2 separate regions of the Danio rerio genome follow, and region 1 is linked to region 2. A link is a contact called in public HiChIP or PLAC-seq data. All regions are on one chromosome and are shown on one strand. Each heading gives the region's core, a stretch centred on a gene start, on an enhancer-like site or on the middle of the called end of the contact. The rest is flanking DNA. Distances are from core to core; before and after follow the strand shown. Region 1 holds the start of LOC568883 (long-chain fatty acid transport protein 6). Region 2 holds the start of slc12a2 (solute carrier family 12 member 2).

What was found. HiChIP or PLAC-seq counts read pairs in DNA pulled down with a chosen protein or histone mark.
Region 1: an H3K4me3 HiChIP or PLAC-seq map of gastrula embryo shows a contact between it and region 2, with 2.9 times the contacts expected there. The contact joins the promoter of LOC568883 here to the promoter of slc12a2 in region 2. A contact is called at or near these places in 2 of 18 Hi-C or Micro-C datasets (caudal fin and hematopoietic stem cells) and 2 of 4 datasets of contacts at active chromatin or transcription factors (embryo and gastrula embryo).

Annotation. Positions count from the first base shown.
Region 1 is chr10:18,789,398-18,793,982 of GRCz12tu, forward strand. LOC568883 (long-chain fatty acid transport protein 6) reads right to left here and starts at 1,475. Exons shown (of 10, transcript XR_012386198.1): 1 at 959-1,475.
Region 2 is chr10:18,506,050-18,510,610 of GRCz12tu, forward strand. slc12a2 (solute carrier family 12 member 2) reads left to right here and starts at 1,503. Exons shown (of 27, transcript NM_001002080.1): 1 at 1,503-2,090. The coding sequence starts at 1,569.

The DNA.
Region 1 (4,585 bases), core at 225-2,724, 280 kb after region 2:
TGTGAAAAAGTGTGTATGGGTGTTTCCCATTGTTGGGTTGTGGCTGGAAGGCAATCTGCCTTCCAAAACAGTTTTTGGTTCATTCTGCTGTGGCGACCCCTGATTAATAAAGGCGCCAAGCCGAAATGAAAATGAATGAAAGAATATTTAAATGTTATTATTTTACCACATTAAAGAGACATTTCACCCAAAGATGAAAACATACGATTTACTCTCCCTCATATGATTCCAAACCTTTAGGAGTCTATTTTTTATGTGAAACACCATATCTATTTTAGAAAATGTTGAAAACTTGTAACCTTTCACTTCCATAACATCTGTTCTCCTTATATGGAAGACAATGGTTGGTTACACGTTTTCAAAATAGCTTATTTGTGTTCAGAGGAACTAAACACAAGGTTTGAAATCACTTTCTGGAATAGTAAATGGTGAGGGAATTTTAATTTGAGTGATCTACACTTTTAATATAGTAAAATAATCATAACTTTTCATACTGCTGGCCTAAAAAAAGGTTTCTTGTTTGTTTTAACAAACATTTTGACCCAAAAGCCCCACTTGACAAACTTTTCTTGTGTTTAAAAGTTTTTAACAAACAGTTTTCAAAACACAATTATATACGAACTCCAAATAAACATTAAAGACTCTCTTTTAAGAGAATGTGTCGTGTGTCATGATGACATATTCACAAACCGTTTCTGTAGCAAAATTCTCTGCATTTACATCGAACACTGTTTTCACAAGACGCAACATGTTGACGTTCACTTTAGTTTCAGGGGAAGTTGGCCAGTGAAATGGGGCTGTGACGGGGAAAGAAAGTGTCCCAACCTCTCTTACGTTGTAGCAAAGAAAATAATAAACTGCGTTTCCATAAAGTAACGTAAATGTATGCTCAGAGCACCCATAAAATATGTTTCGCTGAATAAACCTGAGTGTTGCGGTGTTGTCTTGTGACGCTTACCTGAACCAATAACTAGCGTTTTAGCTCCACAGCGGTCCAAACAGTGCTGCAAAGACTGAGATTTGATGTTGAAGTTGAGAAACGCGACCTCGCAGCCCAGTTTACAGAGTCCGAGCCAAACGCAGATGAAATCCGCCTCATTATTCATTAGAAGCGCCACAATGTCACCGTGTTTCAGACCACGGTGAGATTTCAAGACGTTTGCTAATTTGTTACTCCGCACATCCACGTCTCTATACGTGAGAGTCTGGTCTTCAAAAACAATGAAAGGCTTATCCGGGATGTTTGTGGCTTGCAGCTCAAAGCACTGGAGATATGTGACAACCCCGCGCTTCATCCTCGCCATCATCCGCCACCCCACTCGCCGAACTTTAACGTAATACATTAAATCATCCCAAAAGTAAGGGTAAAACTTCATCTGGATAATCAAAAGTGTGACAATCCCGACAGCCAGAGTGCTGATGGCCCAACTCATCACGACGTGATGATGCGTAACTCTCACTGATGAGAACTGTTTGTTGTAGGAATCTTCACCCCACATTTAAATAGCCTCGCGCGCTACTGCGCATGCGCAAGGCATGGGTTTTCAACCTTTCATTATCCTAAAATACAAACAGCACGCCCAGAGAGTTCACAGAGCATTACAGATTCCGTCTCCCATCCCATCATACTGAAACAGATATAGTCATCAACAGGGAACACATCACCATTGGTCCAAACCTTAAAAAATGGGCAGTCAGCAAGTGCCCAAAAGGTCTGTCCAGGTAGGCTATAATGTGAGACTGCAACAATGAAAACATCTATTTAATTTTGATGATGCTAATTAGTTTATTTCTTTCTATGTTTTATTTTTTATATAAAAATGTATACCTGTGCTTATTAATGGGGAAAAAATATTTTAAAAGAACAACTTAATTGGAGAAATTGGTAAAAATTCAGATTTTTTATTTATTGCTTTTGACAGAAGTTTTGAACTAAAAAAATATCCCCCACAGTCCAAAGACATGCAGTATAGGTAAATGGGTAGGCTAAGTTTTCGTAGTATATGAGTGTGGATGTGTCCCAGAGATGGATTACAGCCGGAAGGGCATCCGCTGCATAAAACATGTGCTGAATAAGTTGGAGGTTTATTCCGATGTGGCGACCCCCCGGATTAATTAGGGGAGTAAGCCAAAAAGAAAATGAATGATGAATAATATTATGAATAATAATTACACAGAACACAAACATCAAGTCCCTATAAGGCATTTATGTATTTCTATAGGTAACAAATATAAATATATATATTTTAAATAAAATGTAAAGCAAAGCTGAATTTCCAAAATGTAAAGCAAAACTGAAGTCAATAATGCTTATTAATACCTCTTATTAATATTAATTAAAAATAGGCTACATCAGTTTCAAATATCCATAACTTTATATGGGCAGTGACTTTCAATGCATTATTTCTGAGTAAAAGTATTTCCTTCCATAAGGATCATGTGGCATTGAAGACTAAAATAGTGACTCCTGACAATTCAGCTTTGTTTTTCGAATCAAATAAATGCAGATGAAGAGGCTTTTTTCAAAAACATTAGAAAATATGAGAACTTTTAGTCATCGTGTATGGAACAAGGATTTTAGTGATGCTCCTGTTGAAAAAAATAGAAACACTAATTGAATTTGTAATGCTCATAATGGAAACTATAATTGTTCCTCTGGGTTACATGTCTTGTTTCATATTAAAATTATCCTAATGGAGTCACACAGCCTAGTTTTTAATGATTAAAAGTCGATTGTTTGTAATGTTTTAAAGGGAACCATTAGAAATTATGAAATGGTTCATATTGTTTTTATGAGCAGAGATGTTTTATAAAAAAAAACTACAAATGGATTCTAGTTTATCAACAACAACAGATGGAAGTTTCAGAAAAAGAGCGGAAGCAAATCATGCAAAATTATGTCGACGTCCACTTGATGGAGCTAAACCTAAAGAGAAACGTCACTGACATCCTTTTTTATCAACAGGATACATAAAACATTAATTTGTACTGATATTGTGTGACTTGAATACAAATGATAAATATTCATTGTACAGCTAGTTACACAAATGTTTCAAAGGATAAAGAAAAAACCAATACATGAAAGAAAAATAAATATTTAAAGAACATAAAATAAAATAAAAACGCTCTAAATTATTAGAGTGTTATATGGGCGTAACAAAAAGGATCTGATCATTTAAAAGTATGCTTATAATGTAAACACAATTTTTTTCTAGTAGTACAGTTATTTTGGCAGCTTCCTTATTTAACAATAAGCAGAAAGATTCATAATAGAGTTTCAAGTCAATACAAAATGTTCTAAAATTAGGCATACATTCGACAGGCGACAAAGAGTTAAAAATTAAAACACATTATTGTCCGCTTCCTTACAAAATGACTCCCAAATCAAAGACAATAGATTAATTGTCTTAAAAATCTAAACTTTTATGCTGAGAAAACAAGCCAAGATATTTCAATCCAAAAAATTTCTACAAAATTGCATTCTAAAAATAAATGTGCCATCATTTCCAGATAAGAATTACAGAATGTGCATTGGGAAAAATTGTTTATATTAAATTTAGATACATTTTAGGGATAGTCATTACGAAGGATTTTAAAATAAAGTTATTTCATCCTATTAGGTACATTACTGACCTCTTAGTAACAGATATTTTCTTATAGGATGAAATCTTATTAAAATTAAATACTTAGAAAAAAGTTTGTCAGAAGTAAGCATTGTTACCCTACTGTAGGACAACATAGTGTACATTTACTTTACAAATAATCTACTCTCTGAGTGTATCTGAAGAGCACGGTTGCAGCTCTTTCTTTTGAATGAATGGAAGAACAGGGTCGCCATTGCAACACTGTCATTTGCATGATAACAATCTGCAGTCCTTGGCTGATTGTAACACAAAACCCATTTGGATGCGAACAAAATGCCATTCATAAAGGACAAAAACAAAGGCTGTCACAAAGAAGAAACTTCGTTAGAAAACTTCCATCTGTGCTGTGTGTCCACAAAAGAACTGGTCACAAATTTAATCTGGTTGGAACTAGAAATTAATATTTTACTTAAATATTTTTACTGCTGTTAAACAGCACTACAGACATAATGAATTGCTATCTATCTGCTAAGAAAATTACTGAAATCTACATTATGTAGGCTAAAACTGTACATTTTAATGGTATTTTACAGGTAAAACATTAGTTTTTATTTAAAAAAATGTAAATAAGAGGGTCATCACCGTTTTCGACAAATATTCAATTTTAGAAATAAAAAGCTGTGTTCTCAGACATGCTTATTTTTGTTTTAGATAGCGCAAGAAGTTAAGAAATTATTTGTTTCGAGTATTTCACTTTCAGAAAAGGAATTAATCAAATTAAAGTTTAGTTCACCCCAAACATTTACTCGCTATTTGGTCACCCCAAGTGCTTGCATACCTTTATGCTTCATTCATCTGGAAGATATTTTAAAGAAGGCTGAAAACCTGTAATCATTGATTTTCATAGTAGGAAAAACAAATAAACATCAATGGTTACAGGTTTCCATAATTTTTCCAAAATATTTTATTTTGTGTTTAACAGAATTAAGAGACTATATAGT
Region 2 (4,561 bases), core at 253-2,752:
TATGACTTTATTCGTGTCTCCACATAAACAAAGAAAACAACAGACTGTCTAATTGTAGGAATAAGTGTAATAAACAAATTCAGGATCTTAATCTTATCATACTTAGTTAAAATCAATTTGTTGTAAACTATGAAAAGCAAACAATAATGTGTCACATTAAAATAAATTAGCCTAGTAAATCATTTAAACAATATATATAGGTTTAAACTGATTATCTTAACTGATTATCTGATCATAAACTATTATCTTTTACTAAACTGTCAAAGCTGTTTTATATATACACAGTATAATATATATAAATTATATTTATTAAATTAAATATATATATAATTAATTAAATAGTTATTAGATAATTAAGCATATAAACACTATTGAATCGCTTGAGTAAAAAATTAATATAGTTTTATACATTTGTTAAATGTAAAAAGTTTTATATAATTTTATTATATATAAAATGTATTATTAGGGTAAGTAGGGCTACTGATCCCTATTTCGTCTATTGGGACACTGGGGGCGCTCTGTTCAGTTTGACAACAAGGTTAGGGAAAAGGATGTCTTGATGTTTGCGCCAATAGAAAACAAAACAGGCATTTTTTTATAGACACCTGTGGATAAAAGACTTCGTTGCACCAAACAATCGTTCTTTTGGGAGATTGCTTGGAATTTAATCACTCAGCAAACTTCAATATGTTTGCTATGTCTTTTGAAATAATGACTTTACAAAATGCCGTTAAATAAAAAATATATTTTTTATTTATTTCCATTTAATGTTATAATTTATTTGAATTTGGAAAGAAAAATCGGTGGATGTATATATATATATATATATATATATATATATATATATATATATATATATATATATATATATATATATATATATTTTTTTTTTTTTTTTTTTTGGTTTTTTTTTTAGATCACAGACAGAAGCAACCTTTGATATTAGTTATTGTATTGCCTTATTTGTACAATTAAAGACTGTGACAACTAGCACACATTCATTTAATATAGATGTATTTATTATAATGTCACATAACAATGACAATCTGTTCGTGACTCAACTTCTCATTTGCCTCTGTGTGATCGGGCTGCTGTAGCCTCCGCCCCTGAACTCGAGAGATGGGGCGATCAAATCTCGCGAGTGCCTTTCCTCTCGCGATGTCACCCAGCATCGCTGTCCTGCTGCAGTGCGCGTATAAAGCAGCAAGACTGGCGGGCACGAGAGGAGGAGTTGCGGCAAGGTCGCGCAGCATCACGGCGCAATTTAGCCAAGGAAAGCTCGATTCATAGAGACTATCTGGGTCTGTAGAGTCCTTGCGAGAGCACACACCGGGCTGTGCGTTGGATGTTTCACTGAGCGTGTGTAACTTGTCAGGAGTTGTTGACTGGACGTGCTGCTGTTCTCCATTTGCATCCGCATGTGCGCGTCGCGCTGCGGGTTCAGAGGGAAGCGCGGCGCGTTGTTTTAGTCTTCCTGCAGCATCAGTGACTACGCTGGGTCACATCCATTGGCTCGTTTGCACTTTTATCGGACAGTATCAGCTTTGGGAAGGGTTTTTTGACTCACCATGTCGGCGTCACCTCCAATCTCCGCGGGCGATTATCTCTCTGCGCCCGAACCTGATGCGCTTAAACCCGCCGGTCCGACTCCGAGCCAGAGCCGCTTCCAGGTGGATCTGGTGACAGAGTCCGCAGGGGACGGTGAAACCACTGTCGGCTTCGACTCATCCCCACCCGAGTACGTTGCCGAGCCGCCGCCCGATGGGCTCCGGGATTCAGTATCTGGCGGCGAGGAAGCCAAGGGCCGGTTTCGGGTTGTGAACTTTGCGGCCTCAAGTCCGGACGCCGCGCCGGCGGAAACCGCGCAGAACGGGGACACGGTGATGAGCGAGGGCAGTTTGCACTCCTCCACCGGCGGCCAGCAGCACCATCACTACGATACACACACCAACACCTACTACCTCCGTACGTTCGGACACAACACCATCGACGCCGTGCCCAAGATCGACTTCTACCGGCAGACCGCCGCTCCGCTGGGCGAGAAACTCATTAGACCCACCCTCTCAGAACTGCACGACGAGCTGGACAAGGTACAGCCCCGCACACGAACCACTCACTAGTTTAATGGGTTATAACCCCTTAGACCGACATTGGAGTTTAGAAAGTTAATACTGAACACTTAACCTTATGCAGAAGAACAATAACACTGATGTACAGAGATGATATACATTAGTGAGTTAATTCTGAACATGCATGCTGGAATCTAGTGCAGTGCGTTTGTATTGAACTTGAACACATAATTAAACAGTTGTTTAAGTTACTACTTAACACACAGACATAAGTTATTTTAATGAGTCAGTAATGAACACATATGCCAGTCACTGGTTTAGTAAGTTAGTACTAGACACACTTTAAGGATTTGTGTTCAGTAGCAACATACTAAACTAGCGTGGCACTGGTTTGGTGTGTTGGAATTAAACCCACATGCTAGAGACAAGTTTAGTGGTTCATAATTAAAAGGCCAAGCTAGGTTAGTATTGAACATGGATCCCTGAGACTGGTTTATTGGGTTCATGCTGAACACACATCAAACACTAGTTCCAACTGAACATGCATGCCAGATGCTGGTTTAGTGGGTAGTTGTACTCAACACGCATCAAACCCTGGATCTTTTGGTTATTACTAGTCAAACACTTCAGTAGGGCTTGGCAGTATATTGAAGTTGTAAAGCTTATTGATATCTTTTTCTAAAGAATAATATGGTATGGGCCAATACCATTAATGTAAAAAAAGAAGATAGAATTATACAAGTAATTCTGAAAAATAGAGGAAGATACAGAGTAGCTGCTGCTAGGAAAGTGCATTATTCAGCCTGTTAATCATCCTGAACATGATTCAAACTATATACTACTAAATAATAATAGTTAAGAAGTATAGTTTGAAGCATCAAATGCTTTGACAGACTACTTGGTTTCATGTGTTTGAGAATTGATGTGTAACTTAAACATCACAGGTGTTTTCACAATTTTTAAAAGTTCTGAAAAGGTCAACAACAAAAAAAGTCATCGGTAAAGTCATGACCGATAAGTAAATATGAAGAGATTGTTGTAATGGGGTAATCAAAACTATTTTATTCATTTAATTCTAGCTTCAAAAAGCTTTTTTGTTTGTTTTTAGATTTCACTATGTTAGATTTGACAGCCTTTTAGAGGATGTAAAAATGTAAAAGAAATATTGATTTTCTTTATTCAAGCACGGAAAATTCAGAGATATATTCTGCATACTGCAATTCAGACCAAAATACAGAGATGTGCTTTCATTTGATTTTTTGAGCTCAAATAGCCTAGCCTTACACTCCAAGTGCTGTTTTAATGCTCTAATAATAAACAAGCATGCTAGACACTTGTTGAGTGGGTTTGTACAAACCATACATGCTGGACACTAGTAAGTTATTATTGAATACATTTAGTAATTTTGAATAAAATATATTCTTTTTCAATGTCTGGGTAAAAACTCAATTTTTTTCTCTTTTACACACAATATATTTTATTTTAAGAAACATTTAAAATAGTTTGAAACAGACAGTAAACATGTCAGGCTAAATAATTCAAATGAATTATTCACTTCTGCTGTTTTCATTTGTCAAAAACAGATTTTATTTTAGAATTTAAAATGGCATCTTTGGATATCTTTTTTGCTGGAGATACTGTTGTCCTAAAAACACAAAAAAAAGTAATAAAAAAAATCTAACACAAACCTTAGGAAAAAACCTAAAACCTTTTAAAACCTTGACTTTTTCAAACCGCGGTATACCTTGAAAACAGTTATCATCCCATTCCTAGTAGACACAATCAAAGGATGCCAATTTAGTGGGTTAGTGCTGAAAATGCATTCAAGAGATGGACTAATGAGTTGGTACTGAACATACATTAAAGTTAAGTGGGTGAACAGTGGTGAGGCAGTGGCGCAGTAGGTAGTGCTGTCGCCTCACAGCAAGAAGGTCGCTGGGTCGCTGGTTTCCCCCCCAGTCCAAAGACATACGGTACAGGTGAATTGGGTAAGCTAAATTGTCCATAGTGTATAAGTGTGTGTGTGTGTGGATGTTTCCCAGAGATAGGTTGCGGCTGGAAGGGCATCTGCTGCGTAAAAACTTGCTGGATAAGTTGGCGGTTCATTCCGCTGTGGCGACCCCGGATTAATAAAGGGACTAAGCCGACAAGAAAATGAACAGTAATTTAGGGAAAAAATTACAAGAGTCACTGTAATTTGAGTTATGTACTGAACAAGCATACAATGTACATGTATTCTGAAGAGAACACCAATTGAATGGGTTAGTGACACATGCTAGTTAATGCTAATTTAGTGGTTTAGTACAAAAGACACATTAAATTTGTTGATTTTAGATATTGAATCACGTCAGGAATGAGGGTCAGGCGGTAAGACTCATACCGTCAGGTTATCCGATGAGCCAAGTAGTAAACATTGGTTTCATATTAAATGTTTGATTTGCTGGTGATGCTTTATTACACTTTACAGAGTCAACATAGACCATTGTGACCTT